2 separate regions of the Mus musculus genome follow, and region 2 is linked to region 1. A link is a contact called in public Hi-C data. All regions are on one chromosome and are shown on one strand. Each heading gives the region's core, a stretch centred on a gene start, on an enhancer-like site or on the middle of the called end of the contact. The rest is flanking DNA. Distances are from core to core; before and after follow the strand shown.

What was found. Hi-C and Micro-C count contacts between places; a contact is called where the count stands out from the background.
Region 2: a contact with region 1 is called in a Hi-C map of cortical neurons, with 2.1 times the contacts expected there. The contact joins two enhancer-like sites. A contact is called at or near these places in 1 of 39 promoter capture datasets (cranial neural crest), 1 of 484 Hi-C or Micro-C datasets (cortical neurons) and 6 of 115 datasets of contacts at active chromatin or transcription factors (acute myeloid leukemia, embryonic stem cells and pancreatic cancer cells).

The regions. Positions count from the first base shown.
Region 1 is chr15:74,556,302-74,563,027 of GRCm38.p6, forward strand. The region is part of intron 17 of Adgrb1 (adhesion G protein-coupled receptor B1); the gene reads left to right. Among named protein-coding and RNA genes, the nearest start is that of Adgrb1, 43 kb to the left of the region's middle. Within about 2 kb of position 2,735, at least 5 of the 459 cell types and tissues checked have an H3K27ac peak or open chromatin away from gene starts, as enhancers often do. A contact at or near this core is called in cortical neurons, where this site is marked.
Region 2 is chr15:74,689,117-74,695,842 of GRCm38.p6, forward strand. All of the region lies in intron 3 of Gm32994 (a long non-coding RNA gene), which reads left to right. Among named protein-coding and RNA genes, the nearest start is that of 4933427E11Rik, 17 kb to the right of the region's middle. Within about 2 kb of position 3,290, at least 7 of the 459 cell types and tissues checked have an H3K27ac peak or open chromatin away from gene starts, as enhancers often do. A contact at or near this core is called in cortical neurons, where this site is marked.

The sequences.
Region 1 (6,726 bases), core at 1,485-3,984:
AGGTAGGCTCTCTGGCCTCAGACATGACTTAGGAGAAGTAGAATTGGTGTGGGTCCTGTTCTCAGATTACAGGACACACAGAAAGGAAGACACACTGGAAGCACTTTACAGTTAGCTGGGAGGATTGAGTGGTGTAGGAGCCTGCTCCTGGCCCTTGCCTGGAAGTGTCAGAATGATGGAGGTGACCAGGTCTGCTGGATCAGAGGAACAGTGAGGTGCATCAAGGAAGGTGGTAGTGGCAAAGGCAATCATGAAGGCTGTCTGTCTGTCTGTCTGTCTGTCTGTCTGTCTCTGCTCTTACTGCCCTGGCCTGTCAGGGAGCACACTGAGGCTCCAGAGGGAGGAGCATGCATCAGCACTGTGCTGGGTGTATCAAGCTGAAGAAGACTGTTGATTTTGGGGACAATCTCCATCCTCAAGACAGGCTGATGTTGCTGGCAGGGCAGTAACATGCTTACGGCAAGCAGGGGGTCATCGGTGCCTATGAAGGAGAGCATGCTGGACAAGGCAGTGCTACCACGCTGTGGAGCTTTGGCTGGTGCAGATGGTCCCAGCATTGGTGATGCATGCTGCGGACCGCACTTGTGGACATGGTGATGATGTCTGTGCTGGTATAGGTGATGCCAGTGCTGGCCTGAGGTTGCGGTGATGAGGGAGGAGGAAGGCTGGGTAATGTCTGTGTTGAGAGGGAGCTAGTGCACTGAGTAGGAGCAGTGGAGAATGGGGTGGCGTGAGAGGCGCTGGTGGCTGGGTGGTGGTGGTTATGGCTCTGTGATCTGCAATACTGCTACTGGCGAATCTGAGGCTGCTGCTGGTGGTGAGTGATGCCCCATCAATCATGATAGTTGTTGTGGATGGGAGTGATGGCGCTGTGGAGGGATGTGTCGATAACAAGATAATAATAGCAGCAATGCTTCTGTTAGCGATGGCATTGGTCATCATGGGTTGACTGAAGGTCCTGATGATGTGATGCTAATGATGGCAGAGTGATGGACTTGATGTAAGAGGCATGCTGGCAATGTGGGGCTGGCCATGGAGGTGACAGCTGTTATATGATGGTGGCTACAGAGGGAGGCATGTCTCAGAACATGGTAGTGGCCATGAAAGGACTATCAGCAGTGACTATGGAGGTGGTATCATGACGTGACAGTGGTTATGGAGGTGGGATGGTGTTGGTGATGAGGTGGTGGGTATGGAGGTGGGATCAGAGATGTGGTGACCATATGGGGGGGGGTGAAGGGGGAGGCATATAGGTGATGCAGTGGTGGTTGTGGAGGTGGTAGTGATGCCATGGTGGCTATGGTGATGTGACAAGGGCTATGGAGATGGCAGTGATGGTAGTGGTAGCCATGGGGGGAGGGATGAGGACACAGTAGTGGTGATATAGTGGTAATCATAGAGGTGGTTTTGATAACATGAAAGCAGTGGTAGAGGTGGTGGAGTATGCTGGGGTGGGGATGTCACTGGTGGTAAACACTGACTACAGATGCTATTGGCCTTGTTTTTTTCAATGTTTTGGTGATAGGTATAGGTATTGTGGGAGGGGACTGGCTCTGGGAAGATTTGCAGGCCCCCTATGGGCATTAGCTCCCTTCTTCATGGCATAAGTTTGGAGTTAAGCCACAGTGACCATATGGACATGATAGGACAAGTAGGAGAGGAAGGCTTACACATGGAAGTCTGGAAAGATGTATTGTAGATGAGGTTAGGTTGGCTAGGGTGGCCATGGGGTATGGTCATCTGGACCCAGGGGAATACCAGAAGTGCCCAGTGCCCAGATGTCATCAAAACTATAGGGTTTGAGGGCTGTGGCATCTGGACAGTAGCCTCTTGACTGGCAGGAAGGTGACAGGCCAGTGGATGTGTCTGTAGGAGCCGTAGACAAGAACCTAGGAGAGAGAAGGGGGCTCAGGTTGGGCATCAAGCACCTTTCTGAGCCAGGTGCAGTCAGTAGGACCCTGTTCTCCAGGGCAGGTCATTTTTGCCAGACTGTGAAGCCATTGTCCACTGTCTTCAGGTTCCCCACTCTGTCCCACGGACATCCATGACCTATGTGCCCTGCCTGGGTAACCTGAGAGGAGCCACTAGGCATAGAGGGGGACAGCCTGAGACCAGAAGCCCCAGTGCAGTGTCTGGCACCAATTAGGAGAGAAGAAGAGACTGGCGTCTGGACGGGGGGAACAGGAGAAGTCCCAAAGGCCCCGCACAGATCTGAGGTGCAAAAAAGGGCTCGGATGGCCGCATCTTTATAGTCAAAGGCACCAGACTCCAGGTGTTTGGATCTCAGAAAGCCAGGCCAGGACTAGAGTCTTAGAAACAGCACAGGAAGGGTGCCAACTCAGCAGCAGGGTGGAATAGCCCCAAGGCTTGGCATAGTGGTCAGGCCCTCATGGGAAGAAAAGACAAAGCTTGCGCATCTGGGTAGGTCTTCTGGAGGCAGCAGCAGCCATCTTGATGTGGAATGAGAAGTCGGTAGATGGCTCTGGGAAATGGGCACACTTGATGGAGGATGTGTGACTAAACAGGCTGGGACCTGGGATGGAGATGGATCAGGGGAGTTGATTTCTGGGGTGCAGATAGAGGCTGGCTCGTGAGGGGTTCTAAAGGCCCAGTTGAGAACCCCTCAACTGCAGAAGCTTCAGTCCCACCCCTGCCCAGAGCCTAAGATCCCCCACTGGAGTGCACTGTGCCCACTCCTGGCTGTTTTATACCCTGTGGGTGGACACCCTATGAGTCATTCATACTGGGGTGTGAATTAGCCCATCAGATCCAAGGGGACCCCGACAGGCACAGTCCTATAATAGCACCTGCTCGTGGGCTGACGGGAGGCATCACGATGCAGTAAGGGCCCTTGCTCAGTGGGTGGGTGGTGGGCTCCATGCACTCTCTGCATACTGTCCCCTCGTGTTCCTCAAACACACAGGCCCTGAAAAATCTATCGTTCTCTGAACAAGTACAGGTTACTGCCTACCCACTGCCTAGCACGTAGCTCAGCTCCGAATTAGGTAGGGTCAGGAATCTCTGTGGAGAGCAAGATCAGAAGCTGCGTGTGTGGCCAGCTGCAGGGATGTCCCCTCAGGGTCTTCCTAATTTGTTGGGTCCACCTCTTTTGGACACTACTGGAGGTGCCAGTAGGGGGGATGCTAGGCAGGCAGTTGGTAATGAATGTCTTTCTTGTTCCACTATCCCTGGGACCTGGGGATAGGGTTGTGACTCCGCTCTTGGAGCTGAGGATGAAATGATGTAGGGGCTACACTGGCTTGGAGGCTGCAGTGGGAGTGGTGGCTGCTCCCAGGTTTAGGGAGAGCTACAGAGAGCTAAGGTTCTTGGCTAGTGTGGCTGAGGTCTGGAAGGCTGGGGTCAGTCCCCAGTGGTCCTGTAATTCTGTGGGGAGCAATATGACCTTGGATTTATGTGAGGATAGAGACTGGGAAGTTCTTCGGGCAGAGGATGGTTTGGGAAGTCATGTAGAGAGCGGGGCTGAGGCTGCGCTGGGATGCAGAAGTCAGATGGTGGTGGTAGATCCCAGCAGGTCCCCTTGGAGGGCCAGGCCAACAGGAGGCAACCACCCTGACAGAAGCTGCTAGGGCAGGTGAACAGCAGGCGCAGGCGCTGGGGAGGCAGGGAATGGACACATTTCCCATGGACAGCGTTTAAATGAGTGGTATCCACAGAGCCTTACTGGGCCTTTATCCTTCCTGCCTGCCTTACTTGCCTGGGGTCTGTACTGAATACCCTACCCTACAAATATGCTTGCTAGGCAGGGGATGAGGGTGACCTGTCAGGACATGTGCCTGGGGTAGAGAAAGTTGAATCAGGCCAGGGAGTCGTTAGAGGTAGAGCGATGGGACAGGGAATTGCCTCCAGGGCCATGTGTGGTGACATGTATATCATTGGGCATCACGGCAGGAGCAAAATAGAATCCCCATGATGGAGAAAAGTCAGTAGTGGCATAGAGAGAGATGGGCAGTATCCAGATCCACCCTGGGACCCGTCTGAGGGCTGCAGGCCTCCACCTACACAGGATGGGGTTTCTTCTTAGGATCCCTTGCTATTCTCTGTCCAGAAAGGTCTCACTGGTCCAGCTCCTTCCCTAGTTCTGGATCTGTTGCCAAGACATGGGAGTCAGGGAGCAGGTATGACTGTCCCAGATTCCTTAGTCCTGGTCCAGGATAGGGACCTGGCTGGATGACCCAGATCACGTTTCTGAGGCCCAGAGGACAGGTGGCAACAGCTTCCACTGTGGGAGCAGCAAGAGAGCGAAAAAGGGATGCCTGCGTGTGCTGCAATTGATTCTCACAGCAGGGTGGCTTTCAGTCAGACTTGGAGAAGCACTTCCAGATGTTAGAACTCAAATTTTTATGAAAGAGAGGAAGGGGGCTTTCTCTCACCTTCAACAGGTAGGGTGTCAAAAGTACAAGAGTCTACTGACTAGGGCAACCTTCACCCTTGTGCTGAAAGGCCTGTGGTCCAGGGCTTTGGGAGTAGCTCTTCCATGGCTTCTCAGACTGAGTTCTCTTCCTGGCTTGGGGCCCATCTGGATTCTGGGTTGCTGAAAGGGGCCTGATCAGATCTACTTTCAGCCAGGGTTCAGATGGGGACAATTGGGGGGCAGCAGTGGAGAAAAGCTGGAATCTAGGCCCCGCTGCCATCTTGCTGTGTGGTCAGCCGCACCCCCACAGCTTCCTTTCAGCGTCTACAAAGCTGACCCGAGGCCGCGGCAGAGAATGGAAGATGAAACACACAGGTGCCTCAGAGCAGAGCGGAAGCTGGGGAGGGAGGTGAGGAGAGGACTTGTCCCTGGGCTGCACGTGGGGTGCCCACGGTACTCCTAACACACGTGGCACTTGACTAGAGAGGTAGGCAGGCAGAGGCGGGCCCATATGGCAGTCTGGGCAACTTACAGAGGCTAGCTCTGCCCTCTTTCCATGCCAAGCCCGGCTGGCTGGCTGGCTGGGTCTCTGGGCCCACACAGGTACCTTCTCTGCCTCCCACAACCTGGAACTGGACAGTCTGGCCCTGGTGACCCTCAGCTGGGTAAGGCAGCAGCCATTCCTCCCCTGCCCCTGGGAGGCTAAGCTAATTGGTGCCAAAGCAGAGATCCTGGGCATCTCTGGCTCTCAGGCTGGCGGTCTCCCAGGTGGTGGCCAGCATTGGTCAGCCTGGCGCCCAGTGGACCTGACAGGGTGTCTGGGAAGCTGCCAGGCTGCCAGCCTAGTTTCCCTCACCCTGCCTCAGGGTGCTGCCCTCTGAAGTCTTCCCAGCAACCGTCAGGCAGCTATGATAGCTGAGATCCCAGTGTCCTGTTGTAAAGAGTCAGCCACATGGCCAAACAACGTGGTCAGGCCAGCGGCAGCATGCTGGCCCAGCACACAGGGCTTTCTTAGAATGTGTGCATGCCGATGACATTTGTTAGTCTGTGCTGGCCTTCTGTGTCTGGTCTGTCGTCTGTGGCGTGAGACTGTCCCTTTGTCACTCCTAACCTTGAGAGGGGGTACCGTGAGAGCTGGCTGGGACGCCATGGCTCCTGACCTGAAGGGTGGGGCTTCAGGGGGTAGAGGTAGCCAGAGGCATGCCTGGCACACAAGTGTGATCTTTGAAAACCTCTAGGGATGGTGCAGAATCTGGGGTCCTGTTCAGAGCAAGGGGCTTTGGGGGGGAGAGCCCACAATTCCTTTCCTGTTCTCTTTGTACCCTAGGTCCCTCCCAATAGGATCTGAAGTCTTCTCTGGTGGGGATAATATATGTTTGTCCTGGGCTATAACCAGCTATATAGTGATGGCTGTGCAGGGTAACAGGCTGGTACTTGAGTAGTGGTTGTCTCGGTTCCCTGGAGTTGATACTGCGGCTGCCCTTTGGGGACTGGCAAAGTGCTGATGGGACAGGGTCTCAAGGTTCAGAGGCTTTCCTGAGGGCTAAAACTCTGCATTGGAGGACCTTTCCTTTTCCTCTATCTACTCTGTATTCCTGCTCTCGCTGTGGACAAAGAGGGCCCTCAGGTAGAACCTTGGGCCTCAAATCCTGGCATTCATGGGCTGGGAGCCTTGTAGTTTGGTGTGCACTGCATCTCAGAGTGAGCTAACCAGCATAGGGGATGGAGAGGAACCCACAAAGCCCAGAGCAGCGCTACAACCCCTAGGCTAGCCCATAACCTGTCAGGCTTCTCTGGAGTAATTCTTTCTGAGGGGCAGAGGGACCGAGAGGGAGATGCAGATGCTGCAAGTCCTACCTCCCTGGGCCTGACTCACTGGGTTGTTGAGAAGAGGGGGAAGGAAGAAAGGAGTCACTGGAAATTAAGGGAAGGCTTAGACTCCTGACAGCTGAGGCTGCTGTTGGCTGCCAGCATGCATTCCAGTCAGGCACTGAGTTGTGCAGCGCTGCGCTGTGTTGGGAGTCCCTCCTCTCTTTAGAGACAAGGAAACTGAGGCAAGGGGGTAAAAGTAACTGTGCTCCTGCAGGTAGGATGCAGCAGAAGTGTTGTGGAAATCCAGATATCTGGCTAGTCTTTTCGTTCTTAGTATATATGTGCAGTCAGGGCTATGTGTTAGTCAGGGCTGTGCCCAGGGAAGTTGTCTAATGCCACCAGAGAAAGCAACCAGACAAAGAAAACCCACCGCAGGTGTAGATAGGCAGGCCCATTCCTGTCTGTGGATTTTATAGTCTTTGCTGGCACTGCGGAGGGGGCCTGGAAAAGGCCTCAGGCCATCGTTCTGGCTAGGAATGGAA
Region 2 (6,726 bases), core at 2,040-4,539, 130 kb after region 1:
ACCTTCTTTGAATTTACTGAATAAAAGAATGTAAGAAATTATCAATGTTTGATATCTAAAATGAAGTGGCAATTTACAATGGCCATGTTCCTAGCTAAAGTATCAGACTGATTGAAAATACTGGCATTACCAGAATCAGTACCTATCTCCATTAACAACGAAAGTAATTGGAATTACTGGAATGCCAATACTAGTGACAATTGGAAGACAGTATATAAATATTTTGTTATGAAACAAGGCTTTTCCCTTTTTTGTATTTTGTATTTTAATTTTTTATTTATTTTTGGTTTTCTGAGACAGGGTTTCTCTGTATAGCCCTGGCTGTCCTGGAACTCACTTTGTAGACCAGGCTGGCCTCGAACTCAGAAATCTCCCTGCCTCTGCCTTCTGAGTGCTGGGATTAAAGGCATGTGCCACCACACCCGGTAAAAAGGCTTTTCTGAACCTTTAGTTGCATCTTGCAGTTAAGGATGAAACGACCCGTCAGACAACCAGAGGCAATGAACACTGCACTTTTCAATTTCTCTCAAAATGGTGGGAAACTGTTAAGAGTGATGTTAATCACAACAACTTGCAAGGCATCAGAGCAAAGAGAGGAGGTGAAATCAGTGCTTCTCACCCTCCCTGCTCTTCTCGGGTTAGGTGATGATGAGCTCTTGTAAGTACGACTGTAATTCTCATTCTTACCTGCAATGCAAACAGAGTAGAAACTCGCTTGCTTTCTTTGTCCCCCCTTGGAAATAACCACTGGTAAGATCACAGCCATGAGAGAAGAGTCCACTCTGTACTTGCTCATATAGAGAAGACAGGGGCTGTGAGGTTGGAGAAGGTGGCTGCGAGGGATGAATTTTCTGATGTGAAATTATATACACATATGAAGATATGTGCTTGCGATATGTGTATATATGCCACTTTTTAATTTGTTTTTCATTTACTATAAAACTGTGACCCTAATGGCATTACCGATGAGAAAGAATAAGATAAAAGATGAGTTAGGATTGGGGATCAATGATTAAGCATCCTCTTGTTGTAGCTTCAAGTTCAATACTTAGTAACACAGAAAGCAATCACACACAACAAAAAGAGAATTTAAAGGAGGCATGGATAAAAGGGTTTCATCTTCTTTTCCTCAAAAGAAGAGGGCGATTTTCATTCACTCATAGTATTTCATTCTAGTGTTGTTGCTCATGGTAGAAATCCTGTGATAGAGTTGACTGCGGGTTTGAAGTATAACCTCTTATGTGATAGAGTTGACTTCAGGTTTGAAGTATAACCTCTTATGTGATAGACGTGACTGCAGGTTTGAAGTATGACCCCTTAAGGCTGCCTTTCCATGCTCATCAGTCTATATGGAACCACAGAGCAGAATGACCCCACCAATGCTGACCAGTAATCCGCACTACCTCTTCCCTCCAGCCTTCCTTTTATAAAGCAGATGTCTGAAGACATAGTGATTTTACAACACGAAAACCCTTTGCCATATCACTGTGCTGATTAACAAAGACAAAAGGAAAGGCAGACTTGGAAGTGTAGCAGTTGAATGGAGTACCTTCCTCACAAGCATGGAACCTTGCATTCAATCCCTCAAACTGTTAAAAAAACACTAATTTCTAGTTATATATTTAGAAACTCTACCACTACCATATGTCAGAGAAAGAAGCAATCACCATGTAAGTAAATGTCTTAGTAACACAGTATGGCTGCAGTGGCCAAAATGGAAGAGTTTTAAGGTACAAAAGCGAAAATTATTTAAATTCCTTAGGAAAAAGAAATCATAAAATGATTGAATAGTGTATCTGGTTGGACTGATACAAATCACGTTTTCGTTGACGGCTATAGAAGGTATTCATATTCACTTACTGCAATCCAGTGGTGGTAAATATGAATCAAAATGCATGTTTCGAAAAAGTACAGTGTGAGGAGTAGTAGAGATGAGATGGCTCAGCAGTTAAGGCCTCCGTGTTGTTCACACAGAGGGTCAGGGTAGAGATTCCATCCCAGCACACACATGTTGGTTCACAACCACAGATAATGGCAGTTCCAGGACCCACAATGTGTCCTTCTGAGCCCCATGAACATCAGGCAAGCACATATGCATAAAGGCAGGCAACACACACATACACACAAAAAATATAGTACTATGTGGTATGCTATGAATACCGTGGGAATACACCACATGCTAAGATCTTTAGAAAATTGCCCCAACCTGCAGGACTTAAACAACAGGTTTCTCGTGGGAAGGGAGCTACAATGACAAATTTTGGGATCAGAAGACGCTGAGGAAGGAGGCAAGACAAAAATTCTGTTCAAGTCTCGTTTACTCTTGGGAAATGGAGGATTTATAAAGCTGAAACCCTCAGACGGTATTTGCTCAGGTGCACAGGCCAAACCCCGGTGCTAGGCAGCACATTAACAAAAGAATGTCCCCATTGTGAAAGGTCTGGAAAGGAGTGCCCTCATTGTAAAATGTCCTGAGTCAGTTACAGAACAGAAGAAAGATAGTGGAAGAAGCAAAAGAGTGTTAGATGATGGCCCAGGGACAAGAGACTGAGATTCCAGGGGTTTTCAGGCCCAAACAGAAAATCTATTTTTAATACACTAATATATGCAGAGATTGAGCAGGACAGGAGCAGACTCGACTTGTCATCCCAACATGCTAATTTAAAATTACATATGCAAATATGTAAAATTTGGAGTGCAAGGGTGATAAACTTTTAAACAATACATGCTTTCTTATATAATCAATTCCTTGAATAACTCTGGGTGTAATAGTGTTTTTTAAGTGGCTGAGATGGGGCTCAAGTGAAGAAAGAAAATAGGAGAAGCGACACAATCATAGTTCAATTAAAATTGTATTTTTAAAATTTTTATATTACACTTTGAGAATCAAACCTTTCTTACTTTAAACTTTCTCGTCTAAGGAAGGACTGTGGAGCATAAAACTGCAAGAAGACTCACCTCGGCCACACTTAGTTCTCCTGCAATTAACATATTCTCATGCTCCCAGACAATACTCTCTCTGCCACGTACAGAATGGTCGCAGAAAAAGCTATTATTTTTAATACTGTTGGGAAAACATTTATCAATATATTAAATTCACAAGAGTATTTCAAACAGTATCAGAGATTTTTCTGAGGAAATGTTGCCATCATCTTCACATTTATGAGCCCTAAAGCCTTTTACAATGTTCCTCATTGAATAAGGAAAAAACAAAGCGAAATGGCATTGGGTCAAGGGCAATACAGTTCAAACCGCCCAGATTGGGCTGGAGAGAGGGCACAGAGGTTAAGAGCACTGGCTGCTCTTCTAAAGGTCCTGAATTCAATTCCCAACAACCACATAGTGGCTCATAACCTCTCTAATGAGATCTGGTGCCCTCTTCTGGTATGCAGGCATACACGCAGGCAGAACACTGTATAGATAATAAGTAACCCTTTTTAAAAAATCTAGTTATCTTGACAGGATGGAAAATGCCCTGATTTTAGAAGGAGTCTTAAGTCTTCTTGCTCCACAACAGTTTCTCTTAGGCTCCAGACTTAGGCTTCCAAATCTCTGGATTTTGCTCCTTCAATTTGCTGGGCTGCTATGACATAGAAATATGCCCAGAAATGGTAAAACGGTGTATAATTTGCTTCTCAATCTTGAACTGATTAGAATCTCAAATGAAAACTATCTTGTAAGTTTTGAATGGGCCTATTATTAAATGCTACAGATATCAGAAAGTGTTATTACTGAATTGAAGAGTCAGCCCAAGGTGAAAACAGTAATGAATTCCAAGACGTGGGTTGGATCCCTGGCTGGTCTTCCTTTAGTCAACAAGGAAACACTGAGCTAGCTAGTTTTTCCCCATGATGATCCTGAGTCTACATGCTTATCCCCAAAAGAAGATAAAATCATTTCTCACACATGCATAAGCACACTGATGAGATGTGGTAGGGTTTAGCTGTTAAATGGAGCTGGTAACATTTAGATTCAGAGGATTGTACTCATTGTCTTCCTGCTGAGGCAGAGTTGGAAAGCATTCTGGATTCCTGATGCACAGACTCAAATGTCTTGAGAAACATTCCTTAATATGGAAAAGCACCTGTTAGGCCAATCACGTCCCAGCACCTTCCCTGAGAAAGGTGACCGAGATCTGTCACAACCACAGATTGTACTACGGAGGCTGATGTAAAGGACCCAGTGTACAGATTACTGTGAAAGAGGGAAAGCATCCTTGGCCTTTCTGCAATTTGTTTGCACCCAATATTTAGTATATTCACAAATCAATTTGATGGCAGAAAAGAGAGACTCCTACAAAGTAACTCTCTGTGATGGTCTTCTAGGATACTGAAATGCTTTAAATAGGCGATGAGATTCCGATGCCTAGCAACGGCTGTGGGCCAGTCTTAAGAGTCTGGGCTGCCAGAGCACGGTAGTGTTATAATGGAAGCAATCTTGAGTTTACAAACTCATGGGCATGTGGACTGCCAGCTTTCAAGGCTCATGGCTATTGTGATAAACACAATAGGCCCTGATGGGTACTCCCCACTGGGCTGAAGGACGGGCTTTATGGTACCAAGTCACCATGAACAAACGATGGCAAGGCTTTCCTCAGGTCTGCCACATCCACCAGACATTTGGCTTCTTTGGACTTAGAGAACCTTTTACTCTTCTGGACACACAAGGAATAGAATGGATGTAATGTTTCTAAGGGGAAAGCAATAGGATTTTCTGGGGAGCTGTACATTTTGAGATTCAAAAACCATAATAATAAAAATGATAGCATGACACCAACTCTAACCACGCATGGGGCTCTTCTTGGAATGAAATGTAGCCTGCTGGATCTCCCAAGGACAAAGATCTTAAAGCTTCATAAAGAGAAGCTAGTGGGCAACTCAATGGTGGAACACTTCCCAATATGTTCAGGTCCTTGGCACTGATTCCCTGACTCACTATGAATCAGCCCTAAAATATCTATGCTGTGCATTGCTACTTCTCATGTATCTTTCCCTTTGCTTGCTCCTTGGCAAAAAAGCTGAGTCAAACACTTATTCCAAAAATATTTAAACAATAAACTCTCACCTGGTATAAAGTACAACTGTTGTAATTATTCTGTACCTAAATTCTGTGATAATTACCATTCTTATGTGATTTTCCTGCCTGAGCATAGTGCAGTGATCCAAACGCATCCTTTAAGATGTGACCAGTGCCTTGCTTTAATACTTCAATGATGACTTCAGAATCCCATTTAACCCCATGTATTAGTCCTGTTCTAAGATGACAGAGAAATGGTTAAATGGTTTAAACAATTAAATATATTAATTTAATATATTTTACCATTCAAATTCCTTGGCTGTTTGTGTAGAAATGTTTATTTGTTAATAGTCTTTAGTATCTTGCGAGAACAAGTGCACATGTTATGTGTGTGCGTTTATGTAAACATATATATTCCTAATTTAATGTCCTTTTTAATGGGAAATTAGTGTGCATATGACATCATTTATTAGATGTATGAAACAATTTACACCAAGAACATTCCATTGCCTCCCTGCCAAGTAATGACTATCCATTTGTACAATTAAAGCAAAACTAAGTGATTTTATAAAATAATATTGTTGGCTTCAAAATCCATACAAGTTACAATTATTGACACTAGTGTGCATTTGTTCAGTACTGAGCTGTGTGCTGTATAAGTAAATTTACCACCATTCTTCTCTGCACATTAAAAAGGAAATACGGTGATTTAAATGCTGTTCAGAAGGTTGCGTGCCTGCGACATGGAAAAGTTCAGAACTCACACCATTTTGTGTCCTTCTCAACCCACTGCGCATCCTGTTTCTTAGCATTGCAATACTTCCCCCGGCCTACAGTTGTTACAAGACCTCCAGTCCACTCTGAAACTCAAGTGAAACAGTTTTGTCCCATGAACCTTTGTTCCTGTCACATCTTTTACCATGGTATTTGGGGGACATGTTATTGTTTACATCAGTGAAAGTTTCTTGAGGGTCTATCTCAAGTGCCTCAAACAAAGGAGCACAGGTTTGCAATTCTTCCTTGCATAGATGAGATGAGTTTCTTTCTCAATGCCAGTCCTCCTGCATCTCAAAGAAATTAGCGCCTGAAAAAGTTGTTTAAGAAACACAATGCTCAGAGCTTCCTAGTGACATGGAAGATCCCCAAAGCCACAGAGGAAGCATCGGTTGATTCTGTGTTGAGGAAAGACCTATGATAATGATGTCAGACCCTTGCTCCAAATAGGTCACAAATGAAATGGGCTCAAAATGAGGGAGACATTGAAGAAACTTTGATTGCATACCTTGAAATAGATTATTGCCTATTTGGTGAAACCTGTCTTCGTCTTCAGAAAGTCCAATATGTATTTTTTTAAATGCTTGTTTGTCTGATAATTTCATACAAAGGTACTGCATTGAGATCATTTCTATCCCTCAGTCACTCCTCAAACACCTCCCATACACACCATTCCCTCTCAGACTCAGGACATTTTATTTAACTATTATTGTCTTATGCATGCACACTTACACACAACTGTATATATGTACAAACTGTAAGCTCCACTTGATACTGTTCATACGTGCATGTATTTATGGGTGACAAACTGAACTGGATAACCCATCAGGAAGTTCATTCCTGGATAAAACTGATTCTTTCATCAATCATTGGTGGCCTGCAGCTAGTCCTCCAGGATCTTGTGAAGTTCAGCCATCAGGGTTGGCAGATCAACTG